Regions from separate parts of the Gossypium hirsutum genome. Here all the other regions are linked to region 3. A link is a contact called in public Hi-C data. All regions are on one chromosome and are shown on one strand. Each heading gives the region's core, a stretch centred on a gene start, on an enhancer-like site or on the middle of the called end of the contact. The rest is flanking DNA. Distances are from core to core; before and after follow the strand shown.

Region 1 (2,700 bases), core at 132-2,631, 190 kb before region 3:
TGTCTCAGAAGCGGATGCTAATCTGTTCCATGGCACTTTTCGCATTCCTTTAGCATTCAAAGATATGCCAAGCGGAGCTCTAACAGGACTCCTACTGTGAATGCTTGGGCTTCCTGCAACTTGATCAACTTCCTCTCCTTCTTCGAAGGACATAGGTGGTCTGCTACCCAGAGAAAGCAACTCGGTAGCACTTTGCTGTTCTTGAACTCTCGGAACTGCATCTTCACAAACAGTACCACGGCTCTTCCCATGAGGCCCTAAAGGACTTGGATGGTTCTGATCACGGAGATTTGTAGTCCTTCCCTTACGAGGGGATTGAGGAAAGTCTTTGCACATTGACTTAAGATTACTTCTTTGATACCCATTCGCCGCTTTAACACTTAAAGCACCTTCCAATTTGTTCCCTGTTGATGGATGATTCTTCGAAAGAGAAGCATTTCTAATAATCGATCTGAGGAGATGATTATGAAGACGAACATTTTCTCTCCCAATTATACCAATGCAGAGCCTATCAAACTCGGGTTTCCCAATCTTAAGACTCAAAAATCTAGTGAGCAGATTAAAGTACTTCTCAGCTTTTATAGGCCCAATCTTCCTTTCAATCTGAGATTTCAGCGCTAAAGTATCTACTAGAGAAAAATGCCGTCGACCCGGCATTTCAGTTTCCAAGTTCATCACTATCATCCAAAATCTAAAATTTCAGCCAAAAAACAAAAAAATCAACTTCCAAATAAAAATCCTACTTAATTATCAATCAAAACCACCACCAAAACCCCCATGTCATCCTCTAAGATAGCAAGACGGGACCAAAAAATACTAAAATTCAAACAAAACAAACAAAACCCAGATGAAAAACTGCATTAAGAATAAGTAACTTCATTTAACTAATAAATCATTCAAAAACCACAAATCAAAGAGAAATCCAGAAAGATAAATCTACAAAATTTGAAACTACCAGTCTCAAACAAAGAAACAGTAAAGCAGTAATGGTAAGCAACGGAAAAAGAAAATGTAAAATAGAAACAAAGCAAAACCCACCTGAATTAAGGAACTATATAACTGAATTCAAAGAAGTTGAACTGAATTTGCAGCAAAAAAAGAAAAGCATTATTAATCAATCAGAAGCTTGTGAAAGTAGAGAGCAAAGAGATTAGGGCAAGAAGCTTTGAAAGCTTCTATTGGAGTGATCATGGTCAAAGAAACATGCGCGTTTTGAAAACGAGTGTAAACTATGCTAAGTGCTAAGCTGGTTAGCTTTGGGTCGAATGTTGGATTGTCCAATCAGCGTCTCAGTTTTTGAGTAATTTAGAATTAAGCCTTCCGAATTTAATGCAGTTTCCGAGAGGAAAAGTAAAATATCTATCAACAAAGGTCAAAGCTCCATCTATTTTCAATAAATCCAATTTTGACGAAAAATATTTTAACTAAAAGAAAAAAAAAAAGTGCAGTATCGAAGCAGCATGAACAACTAACTTTTTATTTTTATTTTAAATTATCTATTTATTAATCAATACAATATCTAATAAGAAACAAGTTATTAAATATAAGGAATTTAAGAAAATTTATTTGATGTAATTTTTAGACAGTTAAGTAAAAAAAAGTGTTATTTTTAATTTTATTTTGGAGTTAAAAAAATTATTTTCATTAATAATACTTTGACTTAATGGTAAGATTTAGGTTTTGGAAATTTGGAGTTTTATTATGGGTAGATTTTTACTTCAAATTTTATTATGTTTTAAATTTCATCACGTATAAATCATGTTTAAATTTATTCTAATCATGATCTAAATATATTTTAATCTAGAGATATTCATAAGTTGATTAACCTGTCCGATTCAATCGACTCAACTAATTTTTGGCCATGCTTAAGTTTAATTTTTTTAACCTCATGTTAACCCTACCCAACTTAATTCACTCTTCCAACATAATCATGAACATGAACAACAAGGGCATAAGTTTCATTGACACCTATCAATAAAGGCTTATAAACATTATTCTCTAAAAAGAATGTTCTATCAACATAATAATTTTTGTTGTGAAGTATTCGAAACCAAAGAATGTTCTTATATTGCACAATAATATAATAATTAAGATACTCGAAAATATATAAACAATTAATGTGAGTTATTAAACAATTAAAAATATGAAAAAAAGACATACAATAGACATTATAAACGATGAAAATAATGTCAATATAAGAACATTTTCAATTATACAATTATACAATTATGAAAATATATAAATAATTAAAAATATGAAAAAAAAATACAATTATGAAAATATCAAAACATTTTCAATTCATAATCATAATCATGTACAATAGATATTTAAAAGGCCCCCAATTACATGTGTCAAATACAGAGTTAAGATTTGAATCCAATTTTGATGGTTACACGACCTAAGATGATCCACACGACCTAGCGACACGGCTGTGTCCAAGGCCGCGTGAACACTGGAATTAATTTTTCAAATTTAATTGCAAGTCAGAGAGTTACACAGGCCATAAACACGGCCGTGTGCGAGACACAACCTGTCACACGGGCGTGTGTGAGATCTGTGCCCCGCATGGCCTCGCACATGGGCATGAAAGAAGCGAAAGAAAATCACACACGACTTGGCACACGAGCATGTCCGAGGCCGTGTGACCACTAGGCTTTGAGTTTTAAATCACACACGGCCTGAAGGAGTGGCACACGAGTG
Region 2 (2,700 bases), core at 114-2,613, 240 kb before region 3:
CAATTATGTAGCAATCAAACCCGTCATCACCCGTAAAAGAAATTTAAAGGAGAGTGAACTCAGGAGCAACTCCAATCTAAAACAGTTTCGTGTATTTAATCATGGGAAACACATTTAATACTATAATTCATAGTGTTTAGTAACAAATCAAGCTAATTTCAAATGGCTGCTAAAATTGCCATATTAAAATGTTCAATGTTACAAGAATGCTTCCCTGAACAAATTAAAAACAATTAATGGAACTAGAAAATTCTTACCACAAAGGATATATGAGTAAAAGGACACTTTATATTCCTTAAAGGTCACTGTCTGAGGACTCCCACCATAAACTCTGGAAATACAGATAATGCCTACTATTGCCGTAAGAATAGCTGCAGTGGAAGGACATGCAATTTCTTTCTCCAAATTACCACCCACCATCCAATTGCTCATCACCTGACTTCCAATCAAAGCCGCAGACTCGAAAAAAGTCATCAACCAAAATGTTTCATTCAAAAGATCTTGCCTATGACCCTGGAGAAAAAAACCCAAAGAAAGTTGATACCATTATGTTCAAACTTGTCGCTTTTGGATTGCAAACCGAGGAATGTATCAACAGAGAGAACTGAAAGTATCTTTGCACCAACCTTGTCATGTTCAACAACAGCCCATGTCTCGAAACTGAAGGAAAATATTGATGTTGCCAAAGATAAACACACATTTGCTACCCAAAAGCTAGGACTTGATGTAATCCTCTTCCATATCCCAACAACAAGGTGAAAGATATAAAACACCAAACAAGATTTCTTTCGACCTCTACATGAATAACAAAAAATAAAGAAAAAATAATCAAAACTTTCAGAATCTATATCACCCAACGATTCATAAATAAATTGGGTTAATTCACTGAAAAAAAAGGCAATAGAAACATGGAAAGATTAAGTTTTACTCACATTAAATCAGAGAGAAGGCCTAAGAAACTACCGACAAAAAGAGCAGCTCCAAATCCAACAAGCATAAACGTCACTGTATCTTCCTTGGTAATTCCATAGTAAACCAGCTCAAACTCTCCGTACACAGACCATAATCCTTCCAACACTGCGAAAACGATTATGTAGAAATCAGATAAACTTTTTTTCCCTTTCAATTCAGAAAAAAAGAAAAAAAATTTTACCTGAGGCGAGGGAATAGAGAAGGAGAAAGTAACGTTGGAAGCGGAGAGAAGAGGCGAAGGTTGGGTGGTCGTAGAAAGGAGGTGATTTAGTAGGGGCGTGCTTGGAAAGGTAGAAAGGGAAGAGAGAAAGTGAGAAGAAACAAGAAAGGAAAATGAAGATGTAGACGGAAGAACTAGGTACCCAAACGGAGCTTTCGATTACAACGCCCATTTCGATCTCCGACGGACAAACCCTAGATCGGATCGGAGAAAAGTGACAAGTGAGAAAGGAAGCGGAGGTTGGATCTTCTGGAGTTTGAAATACGCGCCGTTTTACCGTTCCAGAGGATGCTATAAAACGGTTCGTTTTGATGTCATAAATAATATTTTCAGCCTCAAATATTAAAGCAGCGAAGATGGGCCGCCTGTTTTCGAAACAAAAAGGTGTTAATGTAAAAAATATTAAATATTAATTTTATTTTGTAAAACATAGGAGATATTCAAATTATTGCTTTTAAATTTTATCTAAATTTATGCAAAATACGGATATATTGGATCCAAAATTCATAAACAAAACTTATCAACTTATTTTGATTATATGCCGTTGAATCACACAATATGCATCTATAAAACAAACCAATTATGTATTTTTTTTTAATGTTATGTGTAACATATTTCGTTTTCTGCATAAATCTAAATTTAATTTTAAATGTATTTACTTCATAATGGAAGTAAATTGGATCGTTATACTCTGCTTGCAAGCAACTCTACTCTACCTCTTTAATTGTTATGCAAGTTAGGGATTCAATCTAATAATAATAATACGAATCAGAACACATATTCTTTATTGTTGACAGAGGAACATCTAACGAATCAAAACATCAGCCCTCTGGGATCTGAAAAGAATTAGTTCTTTAGTGAGAAATAATAACTAAGCAGAAGTTCCAGAAAATCTTGAAGAAACCCCTCTTCATCCATGGTTGTTTGAAGCTGGGAGATGGGTGATGGTTGATGATGAGCCAACCAACACCAGATGTCATCCTGAATTTGTGAACACAAGTTTCATAAGGACTTGATATGACTGCATGTTTGATAGTCATTTGGTTTGGTTTGGTTCGCCTGAATTTCCCAAATTTGGCGTAATATTTTGATAGCATATATTGTTTAGCTTTACAGTGTCGACAAGTTCAAAGCCACCTGTCTACATATTCACAAATTCTCCTCTTTAAATTAAATAACTACATTCCAGTTCCAGTTTGTAGCTTCTGATTGTTTGGGATGATTCGGCTTAATGAATCATCCTAAGCTGTTTCATTTTCAGACATGAGTACAATATATATGAAAAACTTAAAAATTCGACCGACATATACCCCCGAGTCCGGGGAGCAAAGTATGGAATCATATGCTGAAATTTCCTCCATACTGTTTAGCATTGAATTTGATACTAAGAATATATACAACATAAAACATCAACATGCAATACCCTTTCAAGAAGTGTATACAGTAGACATTGTCCCCTCATTAAAAGTCCTGTAGGAGTTGCACACCAATGAAAAAAAAAACGTAAG
Region 3 (2,700 bases), core at 4-2,503:
GTAAAAAAAAAGAGAGAAATCCCATGTGCCGGTAATACACAAACTCGCCGGAAAATTCATTTCCGGGGAAACCCCTCCCCAGAAGTATCCAAAAATAATCTAAACTGGTGGTAGTGGTAGAAATGAAGAATATTACATCGAAACTAGATCATTCCAAAAAGAAAAAAAACCCTCCTCTTCAAACAAACAACTTAAGTAATTTTTTATCAGTTCCTCTGCTGCCTTGCCCTTGTTGATCTGCAAAAACACTTTCGAAGCACGTCGTCGTCACAGATTCCTCCGAGTTCATAGAAGGAGTCCCTGGTCGACGATTATCGGTAACTCGCTTGCCCGAAAAGCTCGGGGTCAAGCCAAGATCTAGATCAGAGGGCTGTAGTTTCTTGAATTCTTCTTCGACTCTTTTACGCTTGGGTGAAACCCTGGATCTCGAATTTGAGAATCGACAGTTGGAGTTGAGATTCGTGGATGTCTCCCGCAATTTCCACATGTCCGTGCACGTGGCTTCGGACGCTTCGTCGGATGCTGGCGTCGGAGCCATGAATTCAGGCATGGAACGTAGAGATCCTCCTCGCAGGACGGTTTCCACCGCCGCTTGGCAAACGTGCCAGTTTCCGTTCCACAAAAGCCCCACGGCTCCGTTCACAGGGTTCACTGTTCTCCCACAAGCTTCGAACAACAGCGACTGGAATAAAGCTGATCCAAAGATTAAGAAGCAATTGGAGTCAGAATTTGGTATGAGAAACAATAAGAGAAGAAAAAAAGAGAGAAAAGATAGACGGCATGGGCATACCAGGGCGTTGAGATTCAGGAACGGCTGAAATAAAAGACATGAGACCAGCACGGCCGAAAAACTTGGCAACGAAAACAGTGGCGTGGCCTTGAGCTTCAGGGCTCTCAATCCATTGCAAACAAGGACGTAATATACAAGACTCACTGCATCCTTTCCGTAAGACTCGGCAGCCGTTGCAACTCATGATCGGACTCAAGATTCAAGACTTAACTCAACAACTATGTAGTACTACCTTTTTCCTGGCTTGGCATGAAAACCAATGTACTCTCTGAAACTTGGCTTCGCAGACAGGGTGGCTGGCTGGTGTTAACAATGGAGAAATGGAAGAGAGATAGAATAAGGGTGAAAAATGAGAGAGGAAGGAGGGTTTTAAAGGGAGGGGGGGGGGGCAGGGGAGAGTAAACCCAGGGGTTGAGTTGAGTTAGGGGGTTGGGTTAGTGGGGAGTAGTGGGTTTAGTGTGGGAACAGTTCCTTGGTATGGGGGGAAGTGAAGAGGTTATAGATTCCAAAGTCCTGGGCATGAGCGGCCCCGTGTTTCCGCGAATGCTTGTCGCTCCACCATTGGAAAATTTTCTTTTCTCTTTTACATAAGATTCCCCTACTTCCCAGTTTTAAGTTTTCTTATATTTAAATTTTTAAAAATAATTATCTGGTCAAATTTATTACAATTATTAAATTTATATTTTAGTCCAAATTATTAATATTTATAAAAAAATTTAAAGTTAATTACTGTAATTCTTATTTTAAATTGGTTCTTAAACGTTCTTAATCGAATTTCAATTCATCTATATACTTTTAATTAGGAAATGACTTTGGGATCTAGATAGTAATTATCCTATGGACTAAAATGGCTATTAAACCATTGTTTTCATATAGCTAGTGGATGGTAATATAAACGGTTTAAGGTTAAATTATTAATTAAAAATAGTTTAATTAAAGAATAAATTAAGGTTAATTAAGATTAAATAAGGATTAATATTAGTATATAAAGAAAACACTTAGTGGGAAGTTGTCATCTTCCTCCCCTAAGCCATCGAAACCATTAGAAAGAAAAAAAAAACTTTAACGTAGCATGAACATTCGACCACCATCTTCAAGTCACTAGCCATTTTTCTTGAATTTTTACGGAAACTGAATCATGAGAGCTTGATTTAGCTAGCCCATATATCAATTTGTTCAATTGTTGAAGTTTTGATAAGTTTCCATTGTTGAGATTTGGATTAATTAAGTGTGAAATTGATAGAAATTAAGCTTAGTTTATGAAAAGGACTAAATTGTAAAACTTAATTGTTAATTTTGTAGGGACCAAATTAAATAAAATGAATAAAATGTTATGAATTTTTAGTAGGAATAGAAATTAGGAGGTTCCTAATGAGTATATGTGAAACTAGATTCTAATCTGAAGTTTTAGATTGAAGGTTATGCTTATCCCAGGTTTAAAGACTAAATTGAATAAATTGTAAAATATGCTTGATATTCTATTTGATTGTGAATTGAATGAAAATTTATGTGTTATATGTTTTGTGATTATACGTAGCCAACGTCGATGTAAAACCTTCGAGAGGGAAAAGAAAAACGAAAGTTGTCAATGAGTGACTCGAAAATTCGGTTTGTATTTCTATGATTCGGGATCAATTTAGTTATTGCATATTCATGACATTTTACATTATATGGTATTGAAGTGAGTTTTCAGTGATTATTTAAATTGAATTGTTATGGCTGAGATTGAATATCAAGATAATGTCTAACTTGAATAGAATAAAAATTTCATGAATTAATTGATATGTGATAATTGGTGTGAATTTGTGCTGGAATATGCTATATAATATGATGAGTTGATGATAAATCAAGAATGGTTGAAAGTGAATTGATCTATATAATGAAATCAGAAATTTGGTTACCCTATTAGT

What was found. Hi-C and Micro-C count contacts between places; a contact is called where the count stands out from the background.
Region 1: a contact with region 3 is called in a Hi-C map of leaf, with 2.2 times the contacts expected there. The contact joins the promoter of LOC107913271 here to the promoter of LOC107913273 in region 3. A contact is called at or near these places in 7 of 34 Hi-C or Micro-C datasets (callus, hypocotyl, leaf and 1 more).
Region 2: a Hi-C map of leaf shows a contact between it and region 3, with 1.8 times the contacts expected there. The contact joins the promoter of LOC107913266 here to the promoter of LOC107913273 in region 3. A contact is called at or near these places in 4 of 34 Hi-C or Micro-C datasets (hypocotyl and leaf).

The regions. Positions count from the first base shown.
Region 1 is chrD11:27,638,319-27,641,018 of Gossypium_hirsutum_v2.1, forward strand. It overlaps LOC107913271, which reads right to left and starts at 1,382. Exons shown (of 2, transcript XM_016841804.2): 1 at 1,039-1,382; 2 at 1-691. The coding sequence starts at 684.
Region 2 is chrD11:27,595,668-27,598,367 of Gossypium_hirsutum_v2.1, forward strand. LOC107913266 (molybdate-anion transporter) reads right to left here and starts at 1,364. Exons shown (of 9, transcript XM_016841794.2): 1 at 1,154-1,364; 2 at 933-1,077; 3 at 699-795; 4 at 258-513. The coding sequence starts at 1,364. It overlaps LOC107913267 (acyl-CoA-binding domain-containing protein 3), which reads right to left. Exons shown (of 5, transcript XM_041103986.1): 4 at 2,616-2,662; 5 at 1,421-1,557. The coding sequence ends at 2,620.
Region 3 is chrD11:27,831,905-27,834,604 of Gossypium_hirsutum_v2.1, forward strand. It overlaps LOC107913273 (LOB domain-containing protein 38), which reads right to left and starts at 1,254. Exons shown (of 2, transcript XM_016841807.2): 1 at 791-1,254; 2 at 1-693. The coding sequence starts at 974. The coding sequence ends at 179.